Regions from separate parts of the Sus scrofa genome. Here region 2 is linked to region 1. Evidence: chromatin contacts called from public HiChIP or PLAC-seq data. All regions are on one chromosome and are shown on one strand. The core of a region is the stretch at or near the end of the contact, and the rest is flanking DNA. Distances in the headings are between cores, read along the strand shown. Region 1 holds the start of SPCS3 (signal peptidase complex subunit 3). Region 2 holds the start of AGA (N(4)-(Beta-N-acetylglucosaminyl)-L-asparaginase).

What was found. HiChIP or PLAC-seq counts read pairs in DNA pulled down with a chosen protein or histone mark.
Region 2: an H3K27ac HiChIP or PLAC-seq map of alveolar macrophages shows a contact between it and region 1. The contact joins the promoter of AGA here to the promoter of SPCS3 in region 1. A contact is called at or near these places in 2 of 5 promoter capture datasets (fetal liver and liver), 4 of 47 Hi-C or Micro-C datasets (heart right ventricle, liver and skeletal muscle) and 1 of 2 datasets of contacts at active chromatin or transcription factors (alveolar macrophages).

What each region holds. Positions count from the first base shown.
Region 1 is chr15:38,788,114-38,792,815 of Sscrofa11.1, reverse strand. It overlaps SPCS3 (signal peptidase complex subunit 3), which reads right to left and starts at 2,211. Exons shown (of 5, transcript XM_003133320.4): 1 at 1,899-2,211; 2 at 376-449. The coding sequence starts at 2,041.
Region 2 is chr15:39,712,282-39,717,580 of Sscrofa11.1, reverse strand. AGA (N(4)-(Beta-N-acetylglucosaminyl)-L-asparaginase) reads left to right here and starts at 3,015. Exons shown (of 9, transcript XM_001927332.7): 1 at 3,015-4,333. The coding sequence starts at 4,216.

The DNA.
Region 1 (4,702 bases), core at 962-3,461:
TTCTTTAAGACTGTACGTGAAATACTACATCTAGGTAGGCTGAGTTCTGGTAACATTCTTCTTTAGTCTCAATGATCTAATTTCATTTTCTTTCCAATATATAGATTCAAACTCTCCTGTAGCTTTAGATCTATTTACTGTTTCTGTGAAGATTTAAAGTGTGTTCACACAATAATAACTCATGAATCTATAAATAAGTTTCTTTAAGGTATGAATGAGGAGATATTAGCATGATTATACCGATGAAAACATAGGCACAGAAATTTCCAAGGTTTGACTGATTCAATGAATAAACATACTTACTGCCCCCCAATCACTAACATGTATATTATCAAACTAGAGAGAAATCAATGAAGTATTTTCTGAAAAGGATATCAGCAGTTATATCAAAAGTAATGAATCCAAGATCACTTCTTTCTCTAGGTCCAGTGAAGTCTTCTACATTTTTTCTAGAAGTAAAGATAATAGTTTTACCATCCTTCCAACATAACAGCATATAAAATTCACAAAATTCTTCACATAAAGTGAAAGACAGGGGTCTAATTGTATGCACATCTGAAAAAACAATCCCACAAAGAAACAAGTAAAAATCAGAAAAATTTATGTGAAAACAGGATAAACATCTTAATCCACTATGAAAATGGGTCATCAGCTACTTTCATTTAACCTAAAAGAATCCCTCACAAAACCCAGGGAGCAGATTAAAAACTATTCATAGAAGGTGTAAATACTTGATGTCAAGTGATTTGGTCCAACGGGTAGAAGGAAATTACTACAAGGTGGTGTGTAATGAACATAAAATGAACAGCTGTATTTACTGAGCACTTACTAAGTGTCTGGGTCAGGTCCACTACATATTTTTCACAATTATCTCAATCCTCACAACATGCCCACGAGTTAGACAAAAGGAAACGAAGGCCCAGAACGGTAAGAAACTTGCTCAAGATTCTCAGTAGCTAACAGCTGTTCCGTGTTCACAATGCGCCAAGCTCTGCTGATCCCTCCCAGAGCAAGGAACAGCCGTGATTGCCAGCCTGGGTCTATTTCAATCTAAAAAAAAATAGTAACTAACAAACATCAATATAGGAAAGGGTAGAGTAGGGGACAGCTCTGAGATAACTGGCTGGTTGACAATTCTGACTTAGAAATAAAACTAAGGTTGAAGGAGAGCGCACATGGAAGAAGGCATACAGAAGCCAGACAAGAGAGCGGGGATGGGGGGCGGAAATAGCTAGAATCGAAGAAAAAAGTGCTAGAGAATAAAAATTAGAAAGGAAAAAAAATAGGCATTAGCGAAAGGACAATGTCATTTCAAAATTCGACTTGGGACATTCTCCCAGATGTACTAAAGCAACCGGCCCTTCAAAAATAAAACTGAAAACACGTCTTATCAGGGCACTGGGATGCCCAGTCCTCTCCGGGCATCCCAACCTCGGCCGCCAACTTGGCAGCCGCAGCGAGTCGGTGCTGCGAGGAAAGGCCCTGGGGAGGGGCTGCGGGCCGGGCTCGGATCGGGTCGGGCTGTGGGCAGCCCGGGGGTGGCTGCTACTGGACTCCGGCGCAGGGCCGGAGGCGGGAGGCGGGGAGCGGCGCCCGTTTTGCTGTTGTGTTGCTCCCTCATTGGCCCGCGCGGGCAGAGGGAAGTGAGGAACAGGAAGGACGCAGAGGCACCGGCCGGAGTAACGCTCAAAATTAAAATTTAAGAGCAAGCCCGGGAAGATGAGGCGGAGGGTGGGCGCCGAGGGGGGACCGGGGAGCTGCGGGTTCCGCCCGGCTGGACACTGGGGAGCGAGGGTCGCTCGGGAGGGGCCCCGGGGAAGCGCAGACGCCCGGCTCGTCGCCCCGCGCGGCCGCCCGGTCTCGGCGCCCGCCCGCCGCCCGGCCTCGGCCGCACTCACAGCATGATCCGAGAGACGTGCAGCCGCACCGGGACGCTCCGGTCTTTGAAGGCGGTGGTGATGAAACAGCCGAAAGTGAGCGCCGCCATCACGCTCAGCGAGAAGGCGAACAACGAGTTCGCCCGCGACAGCACCGTGTTCATCGCGGCGGACGCCCCGAGCCCCGCTCCACACGCACACCCGGGACCCCGTTCCGGCCGCGGACCGGCTCCCAGCGATCCGCGCCGCCTGCGCCGCGCGTTCCGGGGGCGCGCCGTCGCGGCCCCGCCTCCTTTCCGGTCCCGCGACGCGTGCGAGCGCGCCCCCGCCTCCCAGACACACCCACCAGCGGGCGGGACGAGCCGAACCCGCGAGACTGAGCCTCAAGCAAGCCCGCCCCTCCTTGGCGCCTCCACCAATCAGCGACGAGCAGGGGAGGTGCTGGGCTTTGCCGCGGAAGGGCCACCTTCTCGGTTCTCCTCTGGCCTCCAAGCCCGTCAACCTTCTTTCTCAGGCCTTTTTCAAGCGGTCTGCGTCTGTGGCCTCTTGGGTGCTTAGGTGCCGTCGATTTGCACCTAAAACCCTCAGCTAAGCAAGGTAGTTTGCTGTGTGTCCCGACGTATCGCGTTTGGAAGCAGCACTCTCCAAAACCCCTGGTCTTTTGTCACACCTGGAGTTAGAACTTCAGCTTTTGGGAGGGCTTAGAGGGCCTTTACTTTCCACGCCCAACCTCAGACCAGCTCCTATTCATGCTTTGCCTTCCTATGGCAGCTAAAGCTGTTTTAGACTATAAGGGTGCCGCTACCAGTTTTAAATTGTTGCATGTTAACAAGGTGGATCCTATAACCAAAAGAATGACCTCGCTGGGTTCTTAGGATCAAAGGAGGTGATGGTTGTGAAATTGCTGTGCCACACATGGTATAATTTAAATTTTTACTTAAAATATTTCATATGTATCATATATAAAGAAAGAAAATATAAAAAATATACATTTATAATTTAAATCCATCAATACACAGTGGCCCTCAGAGGCTGTAAGGTTCAGACTATGCCAATCCCTGACCTTAACGGTCTCTCAACACCTTTGTTCCTCTGGCAGCTACATTTTTTTTTTGTGATTATAAAAATGGGATTCAGAGGACCCAGTAATTCCCTGAAAAAAAATTTGTAATTTTGTATCCATAAACCAAAAGAGTCTAAGAACACCTAGCTTAGTATAAGATGGGCAAACCAGAAAATGATGATCTGAGCCTTATGCTGGTTTATCTTGTCTATTGTTGAGCCCTGGCTTCTTTGCATTATTCGTTAATCACTCAGTTTTCATATAGTGTACAGTTAGGGTTGTTTGTTACTAAGGGCCAGCTATGCCAGGTTCAGTTCTAGGCTTTGAGAGTGCAGCCCTGATAAGACAAGGTCCCTGCTAAATTGGAGTAGAGCCAAATAATGCAAAACTAACGAACTATGAACTAAGGAGAGATCCTTAGTTGAGTTAAACTGTAAATTTTTGTCTTCCAGGCAGCCACAGTTTATTCAGTAAAGCCACAATTTATTGAATGCCTACTGTGTTACACATGATAACAGAGATGTGTACTAATTGATTCTACCCTCCTGAATTTTATAATCCAGTAGAGTCAATGAAATAAAAACAGAGAAATCTGAAACACAGAGGAAGTTGTAAAATGCTGTGAATTTCAGGAGAGGAAGAAATTGCATCTGTGGTCATGTGAAACAAAAACAGTATCTAAAATATTTAGCGCAGTGATAAACAAGACAATTAGGTATACTTAATATAGGATTCTCTAGAGAAAGGATGCTTATTGTTATAGGTGTTGATGTCCAAGAAGAGTATTCTAAAAGATACTGGACTGCAAGTATGGGTTTATCTAGGAGATACCCAGTAGTCTGGTCCAGCTAAACAGTGTATGTATAAAGGATTAGGTGGGAAAGACACTGGAAAGGTAAAATAAGGACCTATTGTAGAAAATCTGGCCAAAAAGTTGGGATCTTATATTGCAGGAAATTATGTATTAAATAAGAGTAGCATCACTGAACTGATAGCCATTTACAAAATAAAAGTAGAGAGTAAGTGACTGAGGTTGATGACAATGGGACCAAAAAAAAAGGAAGACTGATGAGAAATTTCAGAGTCAAAATCAATGATACAGCAACTGCTTAGGTAGGGGTGTGTGCAAAATATGGCAGAAAGTAGATGCAAAAGCACAAATGAAATTAATGTTATTGTCCTGACATGATGGCTTGAACTTGAGTGACTAGGAATTCCCAAAACACATCCCAAAACAATAGGAGCAGAGTAGGGATGGGGTGGGAAGATCTCTTATTCTGTTGTAGTTTTCTCATTGTGTCTTTGGATTTTCAAGATATTTAATCATGTCATGTATGTTACAGAATAAATTTTCCTTTAACAATTCTTTTATTTCTTTTTTTTTTTTTTTTTTTGGTCTTTTTGCCATTTTTTGGGCCACTCCCACAGCATATGGAGTTTCCCCAGGCTAGGGGTTGAATCAGAGCTATAGCCACCAGCCTACACCAGAGCCACAGCAACACGGGATCCAAGCCACGTCAGCAACCTACACCACAGCTCACAGCAACGCCGGATCCTTAACCCACTGAGCAAGGCCAGGGACCTGCAATCTCAGGGTTCCTAGTCGGATTTGTTAACCACTGCACCACGACGTAAACTCCTCCTGTTTCCTTTTGATTGTTTTAAATTAATGTCTGATTTTATATCATGTAGGCAGAGAATGTTCATATTATTTCTACTCTTTTGATTATTGAAGTCTTCTTTGTGGCCTAAAATGTCACTT
Region 2 (5,299 bases), core at 1,766-4,265, 920 kb before region 1:
TCACTGATTCGTTCTTCTGCATTATTCATTCTGGTTTTTACTGCCCCTAGTTCAGTTTGCATCTCTGCAAATGAATGTTCTAGTTTTTCTTGGCTCCTCCTTATATTTTCTAGCTCCTTTCTGAGGGTATCTGCATTGCTGTTCATATCTTCTCTTAATTCCTTCAGTATTTTCACTATTTCTCTTTTGAACTCCATGTCTGTCAGACTGCAGAGATCAGTTTCATTGTTGACTGTTTTAGGTGAGTTCTCCTGTTGGTTTGACTGGGGGTGGTTTCTCAGCTTCTTCATCTTGCTTGTTGTCTTCTTTCTCCTGAGGGAGTTGTACTCTCCGTTATCGGGTAGTGTTTGCCTTGTCACTGCCCTGGAATATTTCCTGAGGGCTGTCGTTGTTGGTCAATCTTTTTTTGAGGCAGTGTGGCTTTTCTGGAGTGTTGATGGGGCTAACAGTGTTTCTTTGAAGCAAAGGAGGACTTCCTGAGGGCAGACAGGACTGGGAGGTCCACCCCACGATGGTAGCAGATTTCACTTGGTTCTCAGCACCCCCTGTGGTCTTGGGCGGGTAGCAGGGCCCTTGGAGACTCAAGAGGTTCCTCCCCAGGGCAGCCCGACTCAGAAAGACCGTCTGAGATCTTTTCCCGATTCCGCCAGGCTTGTTGCAGCTTTTCTGGGCTGCAGGGGGTCCTGCCTGGAGCTGGCAGTCCTATGCAGCTGGTCCACTAGGTCTCAGCACCCCTTGGGGTCTTGGGCGGGTAGCAGGGCCTTTGGAGACTCAAGAGGCTCCTCCCCAGAACAGCCCGACTCAGAAAGACCGTCTGAGATCTTTTCCCAAGTCGGCCAGGCTTGTTGCAGCTTTTCTGGGCTGCAGGGGGTCCTGCCTGGAGCTGGCAGTCCTATGCAGCTGGTCCACTAGGTCTCAGCACCCCTTGGGGTCTTGGGCGGGTAGCAGGGCCCTTGGAGACTCAAGAGGCTCCTCCCCAGGGCAGCCCGATTCAGAAAGACCGTTTGAGATCTTTTCCCGATTCGGCCAGGCTTGTTGCAGGTTTTCTGGGCTGCAGGGGGTCCTGCCTGGAGCTGGCAGTCCTATGCAGCTGGTCCACTAGGTCTCAGCACCCCCTGGGGTCTTGGGCGGGTAGCAGGGCCCTTGGAGGCTCAAGAGGCTCCTCCCCAGGACAGCCCGACTCAGAAAGACCGTCTGAGATCTTTTCCCGATTCCGCCAGGTTTGTTGCAGCTTTTCTGGGCTGCAGGGGGTCCTGCCTGGAGCTGGCAGTCCTATGCAGCTGGTCCACTAGGTCTCAGCACCCCCTGGGGTCTTGGGCGGGTAGCAGGGCCCTTGGAGACTCAAGAGGCTCCTCCCCAGGACAGCCTGACTCAGAAAGACCGTCTGAGATCTTTTCCCGATTCCGCCAGGCTTGTTGCAGCTTTTCTGGGCTGCAGGGGGTCCTGCCTGGAGCTGGCAGTCCTATGCAGCTGGTCCACTAGGTCTCAGCACCCCTTGGGGTCTTGGGCGGGTAGCAGGGCCCTTGGAGACTCAAGAGGTTCCTCCCCAGGACAGCCCGACTCAGAGAGACCGTCTGAGATCTTTTCCCAATTCGGCCAGGCTTGTTGCAGCTTTTCTGGGCTGCAGGGGGTCCTGCCTGGAGCTGGCAGTCCTATGCAGCTGGTCCACTAGGTCTTAGCACCCCCTGGGGTCTTGGGCGTGTAGCAAGGCCCTTGGAGACTCAAGAGGCTCCTCCCCGGGGGAGCCCGTCTCAGAAAAACCGTCGGAGAATTAGGTCGATCTATTCACGGCCTGGCTAGGCTTGTTCTAGCTTTTCTGGGCTGCAGGCCTTTTCTAGGGGCCTGGTGGTGTTTGGTGCTGCTCTGTGGAAGTGTAGCCCCTCCAAAGGGCAAGCAGGCCTGTGCAGGGAGAGCCCCTGCGGTGGTAGGCTTCAGGCAATTGTTGAGGCCAGCCCTCCTGGATGGCAGGCAGCCCCAGGTTCGGCGAGAGCGTAGGGGGTGGCGGGGGTGGGGGGAGGGAATGCACTGGGAAGCACAGCTTTCTGCTAGCTAGCGGGCCTGTAAGCTTGCTGTGGCGTGGGGGGTATTCTATGGGGACCCACCCCTTCTTCTCTCCCCTCCCCAGCACGGGCGCAGACCAGGCTCTTCTCCCAGGTTCCCTCTGAGGCGGCTTTCCACTTCCCCGCCCCTAGAGTATTGCTCCCTTCCTCTGCGACAGCTTTGTTTTCTAGTCTCCCAGGCAGTCTCTGCCCCGTCAAATGGTTTAGAGACCTCCCAAGCAGTTTCCGCTCTTCCCCGCCCCCTAGCCCGGGGACTAATCTCTGGAGCCGAGGTCTCGGTGCCCAGCCCCCACCCAGGCGGCGCCCCCCGGCCCTTTCTTGGGGACTAACCTTCGGAGGCGAGGTCTCTGTGCCCAGCCCCAACCCAGGCGTCCCCCGGCCCCCTCTCGGGGACCAACCTTCAGAGCTGAGGTCTCGGTGCCCAGCCCCCACCCAGGCGTCCCCCGGCCCTTTCCCGGGGACTAACCTCTGGAGCCGAGGATTCGGTGCCCAGCCCCCACCCAGGCGTCTCAATTTTTGGTGACTGTGCCCGTAGTTCAGATGGTCCGTTGGGTTCTTGATCGTTTTTCCGTACTCCGACTTACTGCTACACTCTTCTCTGCATCTGGAGATTCCTCCCGTTCGTTTGATCTTTCCCCCGGTAGGAGACTTTCCAGGGTGCGGGATCCCTTTCTCCTCCGCAGTTCCCTTTCGGGAGCGCCCGTCCCGCTCGGATTCACCTTCTCTCACTCTCCTCTTTTCTCCCGTTCTGCCCAATAATGTCACGAACTTCTTGCCGTTATTGGAGTTTAGGTTCCTCTGCCAGCGATTGGTTGTTGTTCTGTGCGAGTCATTTCTTCTGTAGATGTGCTTTTTTTGTTGTGTTTGTGGGAGAGGGCGAGCGTGTCCCCCTACTCCTCCGCCATCTTGTCCTCTCTCCAGATGTGTGATTTCTATTTAACCTCTGGATGGCATTGCCAAAATTAACTTGTAAAGAGCTCTATATTTAACTGGCTTAAAGACAAACACTACATAAATCAAGTATACTTGAAGAAATATAGAAACTAATTCAAATGTTTTTCAAGTTCACGTGATGTAGGAAAATCCCCAGTAAATAAAACCTAATTTTGTCGATTTAATTACAATAGGCAAGTCTTTGGTGCTATCAGCATTAAATATAATACTCTTATTCTACCTCGGTTTACTAAAATATAAATAAGCTCATTATCGCTATTGCAGACTTTGTCATCAAGAAAGATAACTTAAAATTAGCTGTTACTGTGTCATGACATTTCCAAGAGCAAATCTAAATGTTGAGCAAGTAGACTAAATACATATGTAAAAGTTATAAATGAACTTTTCAACAATACTTATGTTTCATGGTATGGCTACTTAAAAAGCTTCCAAAATCTTTAACTTGCCTCAGTTCATCTTTCAACAAGGTAAAGTCTCCATTCTGCCTTCATTCAAACGTTTATTAAGTACTTAATGGTGCAGGCAGGAGGTAAAACACGTTCAAAAAGGAATGGAGGTGGCTTCTAGCCCTGGAGGTGCAGGAAGGTAGGTACACTTCAGTAAACTGTGCAGTTAATTTCTGCTTCTTCAGGCAGTTTCTTTTTCTTCCGACTCACAGATTAACAACGAGAGTACGTCCTACAAAAAGAAGCGGTGGAAAGAAGACTGAAGGCATGGGCGGGAGAAAACTAAAATAAACCTGGCTCTAAGCACTCACGTTTCACCTATACTTAACCACCCAGCTCTCTGCGGCCAGGAACCCCACCCAGCACACTGCGAGTGTCATAAATTTACCAACTCCAATTTTTAATAAGAGGCTAACAAGTTAAAAGCAAACTCAAAAGTTCCAAGGGTCGTGTAAGCCAAGGCTGTGTAATTTCATGCTAACTTTCGCTTGAGCATTAAAAAATCAAATCAAATCATCTGCGTAGACATAAAACGGAATTAAAGAGGAACCCAAGGCGACCCGGGGAGTAAAACACGTCTCGCGAGAGTTTGACGAGCCCGAGCCGGGCCCCAAGGAAGTGGGCGTGGGTCCAGGTGGGCGGGGCTCCGGGGATCGCGAGTTTTGGGTCGCGGACCGGGGATCTGCGGCGGCCACGGCTACTGTGACCTCTGGTGGCGGCTGTGACCTTTCTCAGCTCCTTCCTGGCTCGCAGCCATGGCGCAGAAACCGATCCTGCTGCTGATGCTGCTGCTCGGCGCAGCCCCGGTACGCAGCTCCAGCCCTCTGCCGCTGATCGTCAACACTTGGCCTTTCAGGAATGCAACCCAAGCAGGTGCGGGGCGGCAGCCTGTACGGGGACTCTGTTGCGACAGCTTGCGGGAGGGGCGGACCGCCGGCCTTCCCCACCGAGGTGCTGGGAGCCGGGAGGGCGGCGCCGGCCAGAGCCGGCCACGGGTTCCGCAGTCTCGCCTGCACCCGCTACGTCGCGGCGTCTCTTGCAGTTGACCATCCACCCTGTCGCTGCTGCATTTTAGAGCCTCAATTTTTGGACGACTCCCTCTATTCAGCCCCTATAATCACCAGTCACGAGATATTTTCCACTCTGCTGCTGACCTAAAGCAGTTATAGCTTTTCTGCTCAAACTCTTCCACTGAGCTCCTAGGCCGTCTTTTGCCTGACATCTAGTCTTTTCAGGGGTTGTGTTCCCTGCCCACCTCTCTTTTCTAACCCCTTACATCTAACCAATACGGTCTTCTTAAGCTTGACAAATGCCTAATAATTTCCAAAGCGTACTCTTCTTACATTTACATTTACTTTTTTTTTTTTTGCTACATGCTGACATGTATTTTCCACCTGAAATACAGGGTTCCAGTCTTGGTTATACATTAAAGTCATCCTAAGATCTCAAAAATCCTGTCCCTGGGCCCCACCTCCTGAGATTTTGATTTCACTGTGGGAACCAAAGTATCAGATTTTTTGTTTGTTTAAGCTGCCTAAGTGATGTTGATTTGCAGCTAGGATTGAGAACTACTAAACTAAAGTGTCACCTCTTCCCTGATTTACTGTCCTTAGGCTCAATCTGAGTCACATGCCTGTCTTATGTCCTTTGTTGTCATCCTGTACATACTATTATCTTGCCCTTTTCTTATTATTCTGTATACTGTTTCATTCAAGGCATACTTCCCTAGGGGTTGTTTCAGACCTCTTCTCTGCTGTTTGAGGCAGCTAATATCATCTTCTGGGCTGAACTGACTTTAGAACTTGATGGAGCCAAGTTTGCATGCTATAAGCAGTGTAT